Linked DNA regions of Macaca mulatta: region 2 is linked to region 1. Evidence: chromatin contacts called from public Hi-C data. All regions are on one chromosome and are shown on one strand. The core of a region is the stretch at or near the end of the contact, and the rest is flanking DNA. Distances in the headings are between cores, read along the strand shown.

Region 1 (3,037 bases), core at 124-2,623:
AATAAAATAAAATAAACTCCCCAATCAAAAGACATGAAATGGCTGAATTAATTTCTAAAAAAAGATTCAACTATATGCTGTACAAGAGACATTTTATTAAAACCTGGAAATCAATGGCAAAAGAAAAGCTGAAAAATTCACAAATATGTGGAAATTAAACAACACACTCTTGAATAATCAATGAGTCAAAGAAGACATCAAAAGGAAAATTAGAAAATACCTTGAGACACGCCGGGAATGGTGGCTCACGCCAGTAATCCCAGAACTTTTTGGAAAGCTGAGGCGGGAGGATCACTTGAGGCTAGGAGTTTGAGACCAGCCTGAGCAACATAGTGAGACCCTGTCTCTCCAAAAAAAAAAAAAAAAAAGAAAAAAGAAGGAAAACAACAAAAAACAAACAAAAAGGAAACATCCTGAGACAAACTACAACCCAACATATACAAAATTGTGAGATGCCACAAAAGCAGTACTAAGAAGGAAGTTTATAGTGTAAACACCTACATCAAAACAGAATAAAGATCAAGTCCCTGGGTCTATAGGAAAAAAAAAAAAAAAAAAAAAAAAAAGAACAAAGACAAGGATGGGGGTAGGAGGGGAAGATAGAGACAAAGTTCGTTACTTTGTAAGAGCAGGATAGGAAAAAAGAATAAGTTCCAGTGCTCTATTACATATTAGAGTGACTACAGCTAGTAACACTGTACTGTGTATGTCAAGATGGCTAGAAAAAGATCTTGAAAAGTTATCACCACAAAGAAATGATAGAGATTTGCGGTGATGGACATGCTAACTACGCTGATTTGATTATACAATGTACACACGTATTAAAACATTACACTGTACTCCCATAAACACGTTCAATTATTATATGTCCGTTATAAACAAAACAAAGAGCTCAAGATACTATGTGAAACCACGAAAGGCATTAACGACTAAAGAACGCGGAGAAGGGGCGTCCAGAGGAAGTTGGGCTAACCCCACCTGCGACGTAGGTGAGAGGTGAATTGAGTCTTGGACGATGACTTATCGTTTAAGCAGTTATTTCCAGACCGGCACACAGTAGGCTCACCAAAGAATGGAAGCGACCTTTATTTCCTGAGCTGCAGAATCGGCCTCTCCCTGGGCCTGCCCTTGCCCTAGGCTATCGGGCAGACGAACGCTCCCCAAGATAGAGACCACAGAAGAAGACAAAGTGTAATCCGCGCTGCCGCCCGCCCCGGACGCTAGAACGTTCTCTCTCCTCACCCGCGATGAAATCGAGAACACTGTGGACACCGCCATTTTCCCCACCTGCACCGGAAACCGGCTGCCCGGGCACTTCCGGGAACTCCTAGCCTCACGGCCAGCCGACTACGGCAGCCACGGAGGACCTGAAGCGGAAGGTGCGTCCTTGCGTATGCCGGAAGTGGCGGTGCGTGTGACGCCGGCGGCGGGGGGGGCGGGACCTGGGGCGGAGAGCGGTTCGCGCGCTTCGGGCCTAGTCCGGACTCGCCGCTGCCGCCGCCATATTCCCGGTAACGGGGGCGCGCGGCCGGGGGCAGGTTGGGCCGGAAGAGGGGTCCGGGCCGGCGCTGAGGCGGGGAGGGGGTCGGTTGAGATGGGACGGCCGGAGTCTGCGGGCGGAGGGAGGCGCGGGCCTTTGAGGGAGGGGGCAGAGAGAGCGCCGGGCCGGGTGTGTGGGGAGGGAGCGGGGCGGGCCTAGCTGGGGGCGAAGAGTAGGCCTGGGTGGGGAGCAGAGGCGGCTGGAGTAGCTTGACACCCGGGGGCCCTGGCCGGAGCTGCTTTGGGGCCTAGGCAGGTGCGACGGACAGGGGATGCGGGCTTCGCCGCGGTCTTTCTTCGCAACGCGGTCCTAGGGCCCCTAGGAGCCGAAGGTGGGACTTTTCCGTCGCGCCATAGGCAGCTGCGGCGCCGACGCGGCGCTACCCGGGTCGGGCCCGAGGGTGATGGGCAGCGACCCCCGGCGGCCTGGGAGAGCGGGGGGCGGCGCGAGGCCGGGGGCGGGGCGGAGCGGGTGGGGCCGAGCTCGGGCCGCTAGGATGCTGCGTCTCTGGAGATGGGAGGTTAGCAACCATTGCCCTCCTCCCAGGCCAGGACCCTCATGCCTTCTAATTCTTGCATTTTTCCGAATCCCGCAGTGGCATCTTCCTTACTTTGTCCATCCTCCGGGCTCGCGATCTTCCTTCCGGAGCCATGTCAGAAGGAGTGGACTTGATTGATATATATGCTGATGAGGAGTTCAACCAGGTGAGGGGTCATCAGGAGCTTTGGGATTTTCCTTGATCATCTGAGGAATCATTTTCAGCAAACTGGCAGTGGTTTCAAGCTGTACCAGTTCTAGGCTTGAACACGCGTCTATCCGGTCTAAAATTTTTCCCCTGCAGAAACTTTAAAGACTACACTCCGTTCCTCTTTGTGTTAATTTGAAGCTCCAGGCTTAATTTTAAAGGCTTTGATTTAAGAGCAAATAAAAAACAAGTGTAATAGAATGGTGAATCAACCTGTAGAATTTACTCCCCAGGAAGCCAAAGTTGGATATCAGACTAACCACACTTAAAAATCAAAAGTACATTTGCTACAGTATTCATGAGGACAGTGTTGATACCTGTTCCTTTACATTCTCAGCCTGCAGCTGGAGAAGTATAGTCCCCTCCACCGAAACAGTGCAAAGACAAAGTAGAAAAGATAACTTTAACATTTAGTTTCAACTCCATTCCAATTAAGTTTTACTTGCTTTTATAAGTAGTTTGGCCCGGGCGCGGTGGCTCAAGCCTGTAATCCCAGCACTTTGGGAGGCCGAGATGGGCGGATCATGAGGTCAGGAGATCGAGACCATCCTGGCTAATACGGTGAAACCCCGTCTCTACTAAAAAATACAAAAAACTAGCCGGGCGAAGTGGCGGGTGCCTGTAGTCCCAGCTACTCGGGAGGCTGAGGCAGGAGAATGGCGTGAACCCGAGAGGAGGAGCTTGCAGTGAGCTGAGATCCGGCCACTGCACTCCAGCCTGGGTGACAGAGCGAGACTCCGTCTCAAAAAAAA
Region 2 (3,365 bases), core at 544-3,043, 92 kb after region 1:
TTCACTTTGAATGCAAGACCCAGATAGGGGGCACAACGGCTCTGAAGGGACTCAAGAGGCTGCAGCCCCAGGCCTGGCTGGGACTAGTGGCCTCCAGGAAATGAAGAAAAGCAGGGATCAGGCCCTGGGAGAGAGGACCCTCTCTCTTCACCTGTGAGCCTCAGGAGGCAGCAGCATCTCTCAGTCAAGGTGTAAGAAGCTCTAGCATGCCCAAGGCTGGGATCCTGCTTTGAGACCATGCTGCCATTCCCCTACCCCGGCCCTGTATGACTCACCATGGTGGGGAGGCTCTGAAACAGGCTGAGTTCACACCGTTGCACTGAACTGCTGGAGGATGGACAATCTTGTGCTACCCGGGTCTGAGTACAGTGGAGGCAGCAGCAGCACCTGCAGGAGTGGGTAATGGTACAAGCTGCAGAAGGCACTCACAGCCGACTGGCACAATCACGCTTAAGCGCCCTAGTAATTAGGGAGCTGCCCCAGACTTCGGTCCAAGTCCAAACTCTAGTACATGGGCTACGGATGGAGAAGAGTGTGGGGTTGACCAAGGTTCACGCCTGCACTTGGCTGCCAGAAGACAGATCAATCCATGTCAAGCACAGGGCTGCCTTTATGCCCAGGAACAGCACCCACTTCATCACTAAAGAACAGTGATCCTCAGAATAACTATCTTTTACACGGGCATCACGTGCAGTGAAAAAGTTAACAAAGCTCTTCACACGCTTGCCCTCACTGTCCTTGGCACCAAAAGGGCAGGGAATGGGGAGAGCTAGCCAGGTTTGTGACCCATTTTACTTCTGGCAAACAGACTCAGAGAGCTCTAGGGACCTGTCCAAGGTCATACAGGTAGGAGCCAGGATCTAAATCCATGTCTAGCTTTTCTACCAGGAGTGTGTGTTTACTACTGATAATTCCGTGCCTCCAAAGTCAGGCAGAGTCTCTGCTGTGGCAAGGGCAAGACGTAAACCACGATGACGTTCTAGCTTTCCTCAGTTCAGCCTGGTTCAGCCGCGTGTTGGCCTCTGTGTGGGTGCACAATAGGAAGAATCAACATAGCTCTGCCTCAGCCTACTTGGGGTTGGGCGGAGGGTCTTAGGTAAACCAATTTCTCCCTAAGCCTCAGCTTCCCCATCTGTAAAATGGTGGTTGGCTCCTCTCTGGCATTCTGCTAGTGTGCCAAGCCATGTGGTTCTCCTCTTGTTCCCGGGGAGCCTGTTTGATGTGGGGCACCCTGGAGGCTGCAGGGCTGACTGCCCTCCTGGCTCATTAAGGTTCCCTACGGAGAAATGTTGGTTTTGTGTTTGAGGTTCGAATTTGTAGAGTAATAGGGGCACCAATCACGTTGGGCAAGCAGACCAGTGGGCCTTTCGAAGTCTGAAGAATCAACGCGCAAAAGGGAGGAGGTGAGCCGGTGGTCGTTCTAACGTCAGGCGAGGGCACCAGCTAGATCTGGAGGAACTGAGAGAGTGAAAGGAAGGCACGCAAGGTTCTAGTCTGGGATGTGCACGAATAGCGGTCGTCTCCCTTCCCTCTCTAGGCCTCCGCAGTCCTTCCCGTTCCAAAAGGAGGAACAGTCCCGAGGGCTCCTGGAGCAACGGAAGAAAGAGGACTGGATGCGGGGAAGGGCAAAGGGCGCGGAACGGGGTGGGGAGTCCGCGGGCGAGCTCCGAGGACACTGGCGCACCTCCCCCGCCAGCTCACAGCCACATCCGCCACCTCCGAAGTCTCCGCGACTTCCCGGGTACCCCTAGTGGTGAGCTCTCATCCGGGTCCTGCGGGCGCTGGCGGAAAGAGGCGAGGCGGCGCCTCCGGGGGCGGGGCCTCCTTCGGTTGGCGGCCTCGGGCTTCGGGAGTCCTCCAAGAGGCCAGGTGAGGCCGTCCCGTGATGCCCCGCGCCCCGGCCGCTCTGGCCTGCAACGTGTCTCTGGGGCGGAGGCAGCGGCAGTGGAGTTCGCTGCGCGCTGTTGGGGGCCACCTGTCTCTTCGCTTGTGTCCGTCTCTCTAGTGTCGCGCTCGCGTCCCGACGAGCCGCTCTAAGCCTCGACATGTCGTACAACTACGTGGTAACGGCCCAGAAGCCCACCGCCGTGAACGGCTGCGTGACCGGTGAGGCTGCCGGGACCGGAGACCCCGGCGAGGGAGGGAGCTGGGGGGAGCCGCGGCCTAGGGAGGCCCGCGGTCCCCGGGGCGGCCGGGCAGGAGTCGGCTCGGCTAATGGAAGGCCCTGGCGGCCGAGGAACCTCGCCAACCCCGCGACCTCGAAAGAGCCGTCCCAGTACGCGCTTTTTGGGGCTTGGAAGCCGCTCTCGAGGGTCCCCTTTCGTCCTGGGGAGGTCACTCGGCCTCGAGGACAGGGCGGGCCCAGTGAGACAGAGGAGTGTGAGTTGGTTGTGCGGTGTTATTTGGCCCGGAAGATTGGCCTCCTGTGGCCGGGAAAGGGGGAGGTGGTAATGGCGACTTTGGGGTCAGGATTTTCCTGTGGGGATGTCTGGGGGGCCCAGGAGGTGGAGGGATGTGAGGAATGCCCGCATTATCCTACAGAGGGAGAGGAGCTCTCTTCAGGCTAACCCCTTTGCCTGGGGCAGTTGTTTACATGAGGGCCGTGCTAGAGAAGAGGGTTTGGTTTGCCTGGCCCAGTGCTGGGTTTTCCTTATTGACGATGCGCTTGGACTGTTAAGGACACCGAAGTCCAGAACCCGGGAAGAGTCCTCTTAACCCACATTCTCAGCTGAATATGCCGACCCCAAGCTTGCATGTTTATATACACCCTAATCACGATTCCAAAACAAAGCTGTTTTTCAGAGTTGGAGGTAGCTGAGTGTGGATGGGGGTATTGGTAGACTACCAGGAGGGCAGGGAGTGTGGACAAAACAGTGTTTTCGTGTAAAGCTCGGGGACTTTTCATTTGACTTGGTCTGTCAGATAAAAGTTTTGTGAGACTTTAGATGAACACTGGAAGAAATGAACACTTTCTCCGGCATTCTCAATTAGAGCCTGCCACTGTAACTGTAATAGGAACAGTAAAATTTGAGGGACGAGAGCCATGAGAAGGGATTACGAAGTCATTGTCAGTTGGAGGACACACGGCTCTTAGGTCCAGTCCAGTTTTCTTAGTCTGATTAGGAAAGTAGCTTTGTTGAATGCATGAACTGAGACTCTTTGAGGTGCCGGGTATGATAAGAAGGGGAGTAGTACCTGGAGGGAGTTGGAGAAGTATGTGAAGTAAATGAGAATTTTGGAGGTATTTAGGCATAAGTTATAGGATTATTTTGAAGGGATGGGAGGCCCTTCCCCTGAGTTCAAAAGTTAGACGGTCTGTTCTTTCAGGACACTTTACTTCAGCCGAAGACTTAAACCTGTTGATT

What was found. Hi-C and Micro-C count contacts between places; a contact is called where the count stands out from the background.
Region 2: a Hi-C map of blood shows a contact between it and region 1, with 6 times the contacts expected there. The contact joins the promoter of TKFC here to the promoter of SDHAF2 in region 1. A contact is called at or near these places in 5 of 14 Hi-C or Micro-C datasets (CD4 T cells, blood, cortical neurons and 2 more).

Annotation. Positions count from the first base shown.
Region 1 is chr14:12,615,588-12,618,624 of T2T-MMU8v2.0, forward strand. SDHAF2 (succinate dehydrogenase complex assembly factor 2) reads right to left here and starts at 1,374. Exons shown (of 4, transcript NM_001193692.1): 1 at 1,243-1,374. The coding sequence starts at 1,278. CPSF7 (cleavage and polyadenylation specific factor 7) reads left to right here and starts at 1,450. Exons shown (of 9, transcript XM_077962678.1): 1 at 1,450-1,511; 2 at 2,136-2,244.
Region 2 is chr14:12,706,694-12,710,058 of T2T-MMU8v2.0, forward strand. TKFC (triokinase and FMN cyclase) reads right to left here and starts at 1,794. Exons shown (of 18, transcript XM_077962665.1): 1 at 1,685-1,794; 2 at 276-387. The coding sequence starts at 278. DDB1 (damage specific DNA binding protein 1) reads left to right here and starts at 1,909. Exons shown (of 27, transcript XR_013403728.1): 1 at 1,909-2,106; 2 at 3,328-3,365.